3 separate regions of the Mus musculus genome follow, and regions 1 and 3 are each linked to region 2. The links are chromatin contacts, called in public HiChIP or PLAC-seq and Micro-C maps. All regions are on one chromosome and are shown on one strand. Each heading gives the region's core, a stretch centred on a gene start, on an enhancer-like site or on the middle of the called end of the contact. The rest is flanking DNA. Distances are from core to core; before and after follow the strand shown. Region 1 holds the start of Hid1 (HID1 domain containing). Region 2 holds the start of Gprc5c (G protein-coupled receptor, family C, group 5, member C). Region 3 holds the start of Sdk2 (sidekick cell adhesion molecule 2).

Region 1 (3,776 bases), core at 437-2,936, 520 kb after region 2:
GGGGAGGGTTCCTAAGCAGGTCACTGCCCACCTTTCTAGAGCTGGTTTAATCCTGCTGCTAAAGGACCTGCTCAGCCCACCAAACCATCTTCCAGCAAGCCAGCCCCTCCCCAGGCAGGGCAAACATGGGAGACGCTCCCCCAGCTCTCACCACCCTACACTGTGCAAAATACCACACACCACCCTTTCCTGCTACCCACTGATGGAGAGTCTCACGTCTGAGGTTCTGGAACAAGCCACAGGAAGCAAAGAGAAGCAGTTCTGGTTTCCGCCAAGTGCCCCTCAGATAGAAACAGGCTCTCTAGAGGCCCTGGCATTCCTTTCCTCGGCCTCTGACCTTCCCAAGGTGGGTAACAGGGTGTGGGAGTAGTGGTCGGCTCTCTGAGGCTGTGACTGGCTGGTTGTGGGTAGGCAGCTCTCCTGATCCCACTCACACTGGCCAAGAACAATATAGAGCTCTGAGAACAGTCGGATGGGGGTGGGGTTCCAGATGGCAGTAGGTCCAGAGCCCTTTGACAGGCAGGGCCTTGGAGAGGCTGCTGGTATCTCCATAACCAGAGTAGCCTGGTTTCCAGAAATAAAGATTGAAGGGACGACAGGGAAGGAACCTTGCTGGGTCAAGAGGTGTGTGCTGAAGGTAGGAGGCAGCTTCTGTGACACTTGTAGACACGGGGGATGGGGGGGGGGAGTGTGGACTGGAGTTACCCATGGCTCCCTCTCCAACAGACCAATGATAATCTCCTCATCCCCGAAACCCCAATCCCTATTCCGGGTGCCAAAAAGCACAGCCAATCAGCTCCACCGGGCCTGGAGAAGCCCCTGGATCATCACTAGCTGGAAAGCTGGCTTCCCTAGGCCTGAGGACAGCTCCTCTTACCCAGCTGCCGCTGCCTGCCACTCTATGAGCTCCCAGGAAGACCTGGGCCTTCCCTACCCTCAGGCATCAGCCAGGGCCCAGAGAGGCCACCGCTGCCACCGCTGCCATCGCGCACCAGCTGTTTTCCCCAACCCAGGCAGGCGCCGGCCCGGCTTTGTTTGCATTGAGTCAGCCGGGGCTGTATGTCCGGGACCATGGGCACTGAGGGGCAGGGAGACCAGCGGGGCGATGGATGGGTAGGTGGGAGCGGGAAGAGGCTGGCTAAGCGAGGCTGCGGGCACCGGGGGGGCGGGACAGGGGGCGGATAACGTTGTCGCCGCCGGCTCCAGGAGTAGGCACACGTCAGCCTAAGGTGGCAGCAGCAGCAGTGCCCGGGAGAGTGTTCCCAGGGGAGAGTAGGCATAGGGTGGGCTCCCAGAGGCAGGGATGGAGCCCTAGTTACAAAGGAAAAGTCCCGTTCCGGTGCTTGTTTCAGCATCCCCCTCTGGATTAGCCGGTCACCCCACCCTCGGGTGAACCGTGTTCACCCAGCCCCCCCGGCCCTGCCCTGCCCCCAGGGCCGGCAGGTGGATGAAGAGGCTGGGCCCCCAGGCGCACCTGCGTCTTGGTGGTCAGCTGGATCACCGCCTTCCGGAAGTTCAGCTTGGAGTCTGCGGATCCCATGTCGATGGACCCCGCTCCAGCCCGACCCCGGATTCCGACTCTGCCGCGGGCTCCGGCTGTGACTCCAGCTCCAGCTCCGCAGCCCCGGCTGCTCTCTGGGGAGCGAAGCTGCGAACCCCGCCTGCCGCAGGCGTCGGCCCCGCCCCTGTGGCTCCGCCTTTAGATCCGCCCCCACGAGGCCCCGCCTCTGCACCTGCCGCTCAGGCCTCCAAGAAGAAGTCCGGAGTTCTCCGTGGAACCCAACTCCTGGTCCTTTCGTCTGCAACTGAGTGTTGTCCTCGATCCTCAGTCCGCAAGACTGAAACCCTCCTGGTATCTCATCTCCTGCCTCCACCTTCATTCTTCATTCCTGCTCAGACCCGCAGTTTCTCCTCCAATCCTCTCTACCTGATGTTCATGCTTTCCTACTATTGTTGCTATCTGAGCTTGCTTGCTTTTTCTCTTTTCTTTTCTTTTCTTTTCTTTTCTTTTCTTTTCTTTTCTTTTCTTTTCTTTTCTTTTCTTTTCTTTTCTTTTCTTTTCTTTCCTTTCCTTTCCTTTCCTTTCCTTTCCTTTTCTTTTCTTTTCCTTTCCTTTCCTTTCTTTTCTTTTCTTTTTCTCCTCTCCTCTCCTCTCCTCTCCTCCCCTCCCCTCCCCTCCTCTCCTCTCCTTTCTTTCTTCCTCCCTTCCTTTCTTTCTGTTTGCTTCTCTTTCTGACCTATCAAATCCACGTGTCTAGCCTTGAAGTTATTCTAACCCTTAAAAGGTTTAGCTCTTGCTTGTGTGGAAGGATGGGCTGACTCAGTGTCCCTGTTCCAGGAAGGCAGCTCAGCAGTGAAAAATCCCTTGGGTCTTGACGCTTATCTAGCTCCCTGGCTTCCCTGAGAACTCTTTGAAGTGTAGAGGACATGACATAAACATCACAGATCCTGGTTTCAGAAGAAAGGAGTTTACCCATGGTATAGCCTAGTACACTGTGTTTGTTTTGTGAGGAGTTTATCGTAGGCTTGCCTCGAACTCACTGTTACTGGTGATGAATTTTTTAATCCATCTCCCAAGTACCAAGGTCACAGGTTCCATGATCACCCTTGGTATTATGGGGTGCTGTAGATTGAACCAAGAGGTTCTTGGATGTTAGGCAAGCACTCTAATTATTAAATTAAGAGTAATAGCTGACAACCCAATAAAAATAGTTGATCCACATATGAGATCTCAGAACTCAGGAGGTGAAGGCAAGAGGGACTGTCATCCTTGGTGAATAGTGAGTTTGAGACCAGCATTGGCAAAATCCAAAATAATCTGGTATTTATCTAATATATATATATCTCATAGCAAGCCAGGACAGCAGGACAGCCAGGGCCATGTATGATGTATGTGTCCCACCCCTCACACAATCATGTTACTGTGTCTAGAAGTTTCTGAGAATCCTGGATAGTTCTAAACAACATGACTTTAATCTAAAGGGGGATCCCGGAGTTGTAAAATAAGGAGTATGCTCCATCAAGGCAGCTGGATCAGGTGTAGAGGTAGAGAGAGAGGGCATGGTCTCACTACCTCACAGAACAAGCCACAGCATTGGGTAGCTCTAGCTTTTCTCTAAAGGTATGTTGTCCCTACAAAATTCTGGGTGTGCCCCCAGGGCTTTTTTTTTTGTAATCACTCTGAGATAATGAATGGTTTCTTTATTCAGTTTAAAAAAAAAAAAAAAAGCATAGCACCAAGCCAAGTATGCTAACACAGGCCTTTAATTCTAGCACACAAGAGGGAGAGGCAGGCAGGTCTCTTTGAGTTCAAAACCAGCCTGTTCTACATAGCTGGTTCCAGGCCAGTCAGAGCTACACAGCAAGACCCCATCTCAAACAAATAATACCTGAGAATCTGTGGACCAGCACTTGGCACCAACACCACTGACCTGTGGGCTTTCAAGAGAGTCCCAGTGAGACTATCAAATTCCAATCTTCAGCTTGCCTAAGATAACAGAAATTAATCTGCCTCTGGCTTAGTTGGTTGGTGGATCAGGTATTAGCTGAATATAAAGTTTTCTTGTTTCTTTGCTTATTTGCAGACAGGATCTCCTGTGGCCCAGGCTGACCTGGAACTCTTTATGTACCTGAGATTGGCCTTGAATTTCTGATCTTCCTGTTTCCACCTCCTCAGTGTTGCAATTACAGTTATACACTGCCCCCCTCCTGGCTATAATATACTATATTATCATTTATAGACATTCGGGGAACGGTGGAGCCGTGGGAGCAGAAAG
Region 2 (4,309 bases), core at 1,010-3,509:
GGGGATTCAGAGGGGTGGAATGACTTGATCTGTCACACAGCTAGTGGGTGGCACTTCTAAGACTCCAGGAACGAGGGCTCTGGCAGCTCAAAGATGGGCCAAGTGAGCAAAGATGGTGTCAGCCTGCCTTTCAGCGGGAACTCAAGTATACAGAGCAGCTAGAGCAATGTTGGGTTCAATCAGGGTGAGAGGCACTAGGGATCATAGATGTTCCTGTGGCTGGAGTCAGAGAAGGTCCATAGAACGTTCCTCTGTTGGTCCCCAACTCTTTCTCCAAAGACCTAAGCAGAGCAGAGCAGGGATCTGGGAGAAGCAGAGGTGGGAGCCATCTGCCCCAGGGACTTGCTTTGTCCTTTGAAGGCAGATTTTGTTACAAGAAGGGGGCCTTAGAGAACAGGGAAGAGCTAAGAGTTCTCAGATACTGGCCTCCTTTCTAAGACCAGCTGCCTCACAAGGCTAGCTGAGGGCAGGGCTCAGCCCCAGTGGGACAGTCCCTTTTAAGTGACTCTCAGTGTGTGACCAGGCCGGATAGATAACCCTGCCCGGTGGGAAGCAGGGGCTAAGAGTGTGGTTTTGTTTGGAGACAGAATCTTATGTAGTCCAGCCTGCCTCTTCTCCCCAAGGGCTAGAGCTACAGGTGTGAGCCAAGCAGGGCAAACCAGTCATATAGTTTTGGAGACTGTAGGGAAAAGAGAAGACAGAAAATTGAGATCCTTTGCAGGGTCTTGACACTCACCCCCCCAGCCCCCCCCCCCCCCAAGCTGGCTTTTCACAGATGCCAAAAAGCCCTCAGCAGAGTTAGGCATTGGTCACCTAGTTAATGAAAACCAGGCAGAGGCCAGGGAGACTTTCACCGTTCACTTAGGTCTAACCAGTCTGTTTGCCTTTCTAGCTAGCGTGGGCACTAACTGCCTGCTCCATTCAAGCCTTGACACCTGAGCCTTAGATCTCTAACCTTGGGTTGGGAGGTGGATTTAGGAATGGGAGCGGGTACCCCCACAGCAGCCACCCACTGAAATAGTTCGAGCTTTGCCACATTCCCCAGACCTGACAGAAACTACAGGGCACAGGAAAGGATTCAGGGTTCTAGAAAGTCTGGGCCCCACAGGCTTCTCCCCCCCACACCCCCCTTAAATAAACATTCCTCCTAGAGTCAGAAAAGAACAGAGCGGTGAGGAGGAACCGGCCGAAGGTTTTATCGCTCCGGCAACTCCGGGTGATTCATTGAGTTTAGACTCCAGGTTGTCATAGATGGAGGTACTCAAACACACAGCCAGTCGGGGAGGTACGGGTCACTAGCTCCCTGACCTCCTCCACCTGGCTATCCCCTCGCCTGTGACCAGCTGCCTCCCCCCTCCCGCCCCCCCGCCCCCCCCCCCTCCTCGCGGGAGCCCAGGATTGAGCAAACACGCCCTGCAGCCTGCCCAGCCACCGGCTGGCTCCGACCGCGCTCCTGGCGATCCCCCAGGCAACTCGGCGTCGCGAGAACCCGCACCCTGAGACCCGACTCCCTGCCCTCCCCCAGAGTCCCCAAGGCCCCTGTCAGGCCCAACAACCTCTCCCTTGCTCTTGCGACTTGTCCCCTACGGGGATACAGCGCAATGCAACCAGACCCACTCAGTGCTCCAAAGACAGCACAACTCACTCCCGCGGGATCCCAGGTCCCCAGAGAAAGTGGCCGGAAAGAAAAAAATCTCTTGTTTACTGGGCCAGATAGGCCTCAGCTGGGATTCGCTTCCCTATTTCTGCGGTTTCTTTTCAGCAGATTCCCGGGGCTGGAGGAGAAAGGGTGGATCCGCCCGGGCAGGGAGTGGGGGTGTGGTTCAGGGGAATCTGAATTCGTGGAAAGGTCTTCAGACTTCGGGAGAGGCTGGACTTAGAGTCAGCAACAACGTGGCCAGGAGCGCACAGACCACAGGGATCCTGTTAAACACTACCTCGGGAACAAAACTGAGAGGCTAATTAGGACAGGTCACCACAGGGAACCGGGACGCGGGGAGGGGAGCCCGCGTTGTAAGAAACTCGGGCGTGGGGTAGTCAGGCCGACAAAGACTCCGGCCAACAGCCCGCAGGGGTTCTGGACTCAGTCCACAGATTTAGGGACGTGCGCCGTGACATTCCCTCGTGATCTTGGAGACTGGGCTCTTCGGGAAGGATCACGCACGAAAGAGGAGGACGCTCCGTGTGCGCTGTGTCCACGTGTGCAAGCTCGCTAGGGGAGGGGGCGCGGAGCCGTGACAAAGACGGACTTTGTGTCCTAGTGTGTTCCTCGCTCCAGCCCGGAGCAGCGAACTGTGCCAGGCATGTGTCTCATGGGAAAGCCAGGACGAAAGTGACAAAGGTTGGGTGTCTGTCACGGGTAGACGCGCCAAGGTGGCCACCGTGAGTCTGTGGGTGCGTGCGATCGCTGGGAGATGCAGCCTAGGGGTGTACTGAGCTGCACCCCGAACCTCTTTCGGGAGAGAAAGGCGAATCCAGAAAGTGAGTACGCGCAAGTGCGCGCGCGCCCGCGTGCGGGGGCGTGGCAGTAAACAGCAACAACCCACTAGTCAGTTTGGCCAGAAACTCCGATCGCCTTTCCCAACCCGAAAGTGCGCGTCGGCCGAGCCTGGAGGTGAGTCGGAGGGGGCAGGGCCGGGCGCGCTTTGTTACTGGGGATTAGGATTGCTCGTACCTGGAGCGCTGCTGGCCCCGGAGGAGCGCCGGGAATGGAGGTGATGTCACGGTGATGCAGCCCGGCCCACCCTGGCCGAGAGAGGGGAGCACTGTGCCTGGGGAGGCGGGCGGGAGAGCGAGCCACTGAGCGCGCTTAGCTCAGTGCTCAGTCGGGGGTCCCTGGGAGGCAGGCCCCCGCACCTTTGCTCAGGCCTGGTCACCCCCCGCCTGAACGGGCTCTGGCCCCGCGCCCTGCTTTGAGTCCCTCCTACGCCCGCCGGCGCCCTGCCTGGGGCCGAAGTTGGCTCTGAGCGCGGCGCCGGAGCGGGCTGGCTGCGCGTCCCAGGTAAGGGCTGCTGCCTCGGCGCTCCGCCCTAGCCATCGGCCCGCAGGAAGGGCTGGGTCCAGCTGGCTGGGAAAGGGAGAGGGCCGAGGCCCCCGGTGAAAACCCAAGGGGTGGGTGACGATGCACCCACTCTACAAGTTCGCAGAAAGTTTCCAAACCCGAGCCAGCTGGGGATTTAATGGCTCGGGGAAGCCAGGTTCTGCGGCCGGGGGTGTTCCGCAAGGGATCTTAGTGTCGGAGAGCTGTTCCTCTATCCACTCTCGTAGTGGGAGGCTACGGTCGACTGTGACTGTAGGTTGGCTTCCTTTCCTTATTTCGCGGCAGTGCGTGGGGAGGGCAGGTTTCTGTGACCAGAGGGATTAGGGACAGAGAGCCTGGTCCTTTGCTCTTTCGGTTCGAACTTTCAGGGGCGTAGAGTGTTGACACAGTCCAGTTGGAATAGGGAGGTGAAGGCTCAGGATCTCTCCGCGGGAAGTTTGGAATTTCAGAGGCCTACGGCGCTTCTCCGTGTAGAGGCCTATGTTCTGGGTCCCACCCCTTATTCACCCCTGGTTTTTCCAGAGCGCTTTCCGTTTCTACTTCGCGCCCACACGTTTGCACTTACAAAGTTCTAAATCATTCCTTAAGATTTCACGATCTTGATTCTGAAGTACAGACACGAGAATATATAGAAGCGTGGCTTTGTGCTCCTGGAGAACCCCATCCCCCCAACAAGGTCTGTTCTGTGGCTGGGAGGGAGTGCTGCTGGCGATGGGGGTGGGGCACATTCCAAGCGGAGAGCAGACCCTTGATTGCTTAGAAGATCTAAGACTCGGCGTGCTGGGGTATTTTGGTCCAGTGAAAGGGAGGACAGTAAACGGGCTGTGGGTCCTCCCGTGCCTTAGCATCTCTCCAGGTCCGTTCTTACCGGGTTCGTAGACCAGCCTACTGCTTAGAGGGCCAGAGGGCTGAGACAATAGGACTGACTTGTCCAGAAAGGAGGAAGTGGTGGATAAGAGGATGGGGGAAGGCTGGACAAGTGTCCACCCAGCTTTCCAGGTCAGCTGCTGAGGGGACGCAGCCAGGGAGGAAGAAGGATGCTCTGTGGTGCCCCTGGCTGAACCGTCCCTACATCCAATGGGGCCCTAGGTGGCCATGGTCTTTGGTTTGAGTCAAACTCTGTAGCCTTGATCCTACTAGATAGCCTTCTTTCCCTTGGTGATGTGGTGAGTGTGTGTGTGTGTGTGTGTGTGTGTGTGTGTGTGTGTGTGTTGGATGCTGATTGGAGATGGAGAGATGAAGGGGTTGTTCTTCTTTCAGAAAGGTAGG
Region 3 (4,359 bases), core at 1,242-3,741, 780 kb before region 2:
ACTTTTATTGCCTTACATTTATGGCGCTCATTAGAAATTTTCGAAGTGCTTTTACCTAAATTGCCTTGTAAAAAGTCCTCTCCTCAGCCCTGTGAGCGACAACTGATCGTTTTCATCTCTGATCTTGGCTCTGAGGATTTCCTGACTTGGGACAAAGTAGGGACCCTTCTTTTCCGAGGCTCTGGGACCCCAGAAGTGGAGAAAGGCTCTGTAGGGGGATTGCGACGCCATCCCAGTCCCTACCGAAGCCCTGAAGCCCCTGGCTCTTGGGTAGGTCTGGCTTCTCTGTGAGCCTGGAAAGCCGAAGGAAATCTAAAGCTGAACCGATGAGTCTGGGGATTCACTCTAGACTACTTCTCCCTTTGCCCCCAGCAGGCGCCGCTCGGCCACCACGGCCACCACCATCTGGATCCTCGAACCCCAAACGCAAGAAAGCTCGGGTGCAGCCGCCGCCGTAGCCTACCATGACCCTCCAGGGGACCCCAGAGACGCGCGGGCATCCGCTGCAGGAGGCGGGGAGGGACAACCCCATCGCACCTCCTTTCAACACACCCACTGAACACCCACTAGCCCTTCCTCACCAGGCTGTCTGCTCTGGGCCGCTACAGATCAAAGCAGCAGTGGCCAGGCATCCAGCTAGTCCTGGAAGCTGGAGGCTGGGGCTGCCCGTTGGGTGTGTCGGGGTGGGGTGGGGGTTGGGTCTGCCGCTGTCCTCGCCGCTGGGCTCCGGGACCATGCCGCCAAACCGCCCCAGCTCTCGCGGCCACGGCCGGCCAGGCAGCCAGGCGCGGGCTCCCATACATGGCTAACCAGAGTATCTGCTCTTGAGGGGAAATCAAGCGGGCACCCTGAGCCACCACTACGGCTTCTTCCCAGCTTCTGCCCGCCCCATCTTCTCGCCCTGGGACCACACAGTGCCTGCCTGCCATGGTTTGCCCTTCCTTTCGGACGTCAAGCAGGACCAGGAGCTTAGGGAGTTCAATGGAGCCAAGACACAGAATGACGCGCCCCTCCTACCCCGACCAGAGAGTATCCACAAAGGTCCACCTCCCCGTAACCTCACCTTTCCGGTCCAGAAAGGTCAGAAGTATCAGACACTGCCCCACCCCAAACAGAGCTCCAAAAGTCGAAGAAGCGGGGAGCATTGAGACGTACAAGAGATGGTCCAGCTTGGGCCAAACGCGGTGTCTTAGGGGGGTTACCTCTCTTCTGCCCACCCAAACCCCTTCTCCAGTTCCACGTGGAGAAAGTCACCCATACCGTACCTTGGGCCCCGGCCGAGTGGATCCGATGCAGGGCCAGTAGAGTCCAGAGCGGCAGCCTCCACATGCTGCTGAACATGCTGACCGAGGGGTCCTCTAAAGTGCCCCCTCTTTGCGAGTTGCTTTATAATCCTTTGGAGTCCCGGGAGACTGTGTGGTCAAGTCCTGGACGCTATGCCCGTAGGGGCCGCACCGGCGACCCCAAATGCTTTCCCCTCTTTCTGCGCTGGCTATTCCGTAAAGCGAGGGGGAGAGCAGAAAGAGGCCAAGCCTCCTCTCAAATTCGGGGTGCCTGTATCCCTTAGCACCCCGACTCAGACTACGTCTCATAGGCAGGGCGACCCCTGCGATCCGGCCTGGTCGCTGGATGAGCTCCCGAATCAGAGGACAACTTCAGGAAACTTCCTCCTGGTGGCCACGTTGCCCGCCTCCCGCCCCTCCCCGCCCCCTGGTTGGGTTCTCCCGGGCCGACGTAGTCACCGCGGTTCCAGGCGCCGGGCCCCTGGGACTTGATGTAAGCGGAGCACAGTAGCAGGCGCGGGCGCCGGGTGTCTTTTAGAAGGGGCGCAGGGCTCGGGGGGCGCGGTTAGCATAACGGTCCGAATCTCCCCGGAGCCGAAGTTTTCTTCTCTTCTAACTTTGCAGAAGGCATCTAAGCGGGGCCGAGCCACCCTTCTCAGCTCCACGGTCCTCGTGCCCAATTCAGTGATTTCGGGGGTACCTCCCCTGGGGCTTCGGTGCGGGGCTCGCCCTAGGCTCTGAGCACCTCCGGCTAGCAAACTTTGCGGGTCCCACGGCCCGGCGCGCAGCCCCGTGCGCCCATGTCTGCGCCAGCTGCGGGCAGGGATGGATGCCCGGTTCGGGTACCCGGCTGGGCGGCCCAGGTTCCAGCCAGCGCCTGGGCACCGCGCCTCTTGCGGGCGATCCTGAGGAGGAGACCGGCGGGTCCTGCTCTCCGCCGCACCCGGGATGGAGCTCGGCGCGAGCCGCACCGGGAAAGCCCTGCCGGCAGCTTTGGGATCCGGGGTTTCGGCGCCGCCTCGGCCCCCCGGCGTTTTCGCCCGGCGCGGGGACCCGAGTCTCCACGGCTGCTCCCGCGCCTCGGCCGCGCCTGCTGCTCGCCCACCTCGGCAGCAGCTGCCTCGCAGAGCCTGGAGCTCTGGGCTGCCCGGGCTCAGCGTCCTCAGAGCTGCTCTGCTGCCGAGCCTGAGAGTCTGCCTGCGCCGAGCTGGAGCTGCGGGGGCAGCGGGAGCCGGAGACGAGCGCGGCGGAGGCGGAGACGCGGAGAGGGGGGCCGAGCGCTACCCCGTGGCCGCGACTGGAGCGCAGCCTGCGCGCAGGGAGGGGGCGGCGGCGGCCCCGAGCCAGGCCCGGGAGCGAGCCCCGCAGAAACCCAATCCGTGTGCGCGGCCGCGGACGCCTGGCGTCTCCGGGACCCACCGGAGGGCAGTAGCGCGGGCTGCAAGCGAGCCGCTCTCTCTGGCCCGGTCTTCTAGCTTCAGCCCACCCTCACTCCTCCCTAGAAGGCCTTATCCCAGTCTCCCATAGGATGAAGCCCCCAGTACCCCTCTGGATTCGACCAGGCAGAACAGTTTGGGAAGGGTGTGTGTGTGTGTTGGGGGGGGGGGGGGTGTCAACCGGTTGATTCCAGTTTTTCCTTCCCAGGTCAGACTCTTTAAAAGTCTGGAAACGCTCAGGGCGGAGAGCAAGATAAAGGGGAAGCCTGGGACTTGCAGAAGGCTGAGAAAGTGAAGTTGGTGCCAAACTCGTGCGTTCTTTGTTTCTTCTTCTTCTTCTGAGCTCCCCCTTTAAAGGCACATTAGCAGCAGAGACACAAAGGAGAGAGCCAGAGGGGTCCTCCCTCGTGGCCCAGGGAAGGGAGCAGAATGTACCTTCTAGTGTGGGAAGGCCAGGAGCTGGAAGACCCCTTTAACAGTTGTACTTACAGGCAACAGACGCCTCTACCTCCGTGGGCTCTTTTCTCTATTAAAAATATTAAAAGTAATATTTTGCGGCTGTGTTGGCGTAAAAACAAATATATTACTACATATTAAAACATTTTCTTTCATTTAAAAGTTCATTTAATTTTTCCCCTGATTTTAAAAGAAATTAAAACAGTTCCGTGGGTTTCCTAAAAGACGGTGTAGTCCCTGGCACTGAGCCTGCTGGGAAAAAAAATCAGTCTTGCAAGGTTGGTATTTCGGCTGGAAAAGGAAGGGTTGAGGCCCGTCACCTTTGCCAGCTTTTCTCTTCATGCCTCCAGGGCCCAGGTCTTCGGAGACACACCCCTGTGGTCTTCCAGTTCTGGTCATTGCCCTTCAGGCATCTCACTGACTTCGAGAGCTCTGCCTCATCTTCTCCAGTCCCCAAGCCTCTTCTCATCGCTATGGACGCAGGCACTGAACACCTCTCATCGCTCTACTGTTCTCTCCTCACCTGCCTTGGAAGAACAGCTTTGAGCATTTAGTGGAAATAGACGAAAAACCTAGCCTGCCTGTCTTCAGCTTTACATTCGTCCACTTCAAACCCTGCTTTTGTCTTTCTCCCTGGCAGTCTGAACCTAGTCCGGGCCTAGGGCTTGTTATCCGACTGAGTTTTTGACTGAGGAGTGGCTTTGGGGATAAGCAGCCTAGATCTCTCCCCCTTAGGTGGCCACGCCCCTCCCATCTCTGAGAAACCCAGATTCTGCCTCTCTACCCCCAAGCCCCAGACTCTGAACTACACGCTTGAGAGCTCAGGCCCTGCCCATCCCATCAGAAACAGCTGTTCTTTAGGGTGTTGTTACAGGGCTTGCTCACAGAGGGGGCCTGAGAGTCAGTTTTGCAGCAATTGCTTCTTAGCCAGCAATCGGAGCAGAGACACTGTCTGTGCCCTTGGGCTGGAGTTCGTGTGGGTACCAACGTCTGAAACCTTGGTGGATTTCTCCATTTGGGTCCAGTGCCCAGACTTGTAACTGCAAGAGTCTGAGCTAGCTGCTGCTCAGGTTCCAAATAGCATTTGTGCTCATCCTAAGAGCAGACCTTCTGAACAGGCAAGTGTGTCCTTACAAATCTAGACGCTTTATCCCCGGGATAGGATGAAGAAAGGGAGGGTGCTC

Evidence for each region. Hi-C and Micro-C count contacts between places; a contact is called where the count stands out from the background. HiChIP or PLAC-seq counts read pairs in DNA pulled down with a chosen protein or histone mark.
Region 1: an H3K4me3 HiChIP or PLAC-seq map of bone marrow-derived macrophages shows a contact between it and region 2, with 4 times the contacts expected there. The contact joins the promoter of Hid1 here to the promoter of Gprc5c in region 2. A contact is called at or near these places in 3 of 115 datasets of contacts at active chromatin or transcription factors (bone marrow-derived macrophages, embryonic stem cells and pancreatic cancer cells).
Region 3: a Micro-C map of embryonic stem cells shows a contact between it and region 2, with 3 times the contacts expected there. The contact joins the promoter of Sdk2 here to the promoter of Gprc5c in region 2. A contact is called at or near these places in 2 of 484 Hi-C or Micro-C datasets (both in embryonic stem cells) and 1 of 115 datasets of contacts at active chromatin or transcription factors (astrocytes).

The regions. Positions count from the first base shown.
Region 1 is chr11:115,366,070-115,369,845 of GRCm38.p6, forward strand. Hid1 (HID1 domain containing) reads right to left here and starts at 1,687. Exons shown (of 19, transcript NM_001346774.1): 1 at 1,475-1,687. The coding sequence starts at 1,540.
Region 2 is chr11:114,849,273-114,853,581 of GRCm38.p6, forward strand. It overlaps Gprc5c (G protein-coupled receptor, family C, group 5, member C), which reads left to right and starts at 2,260. Exons shown (of 5, transcript NM_001110337.1): 1 at 2,260-2,614.
Region 3 is chr11:114,064,538-114,068,896 of GRCm38.p6, forward strand. Sdk2 (sidekick cell adhesion molecule 2) reads right to left here and starts at 2,492. Exons shown (of 45, transcript NM_172800.3): 1 at 1,266-2,492. The coding sequence starts at 1,341.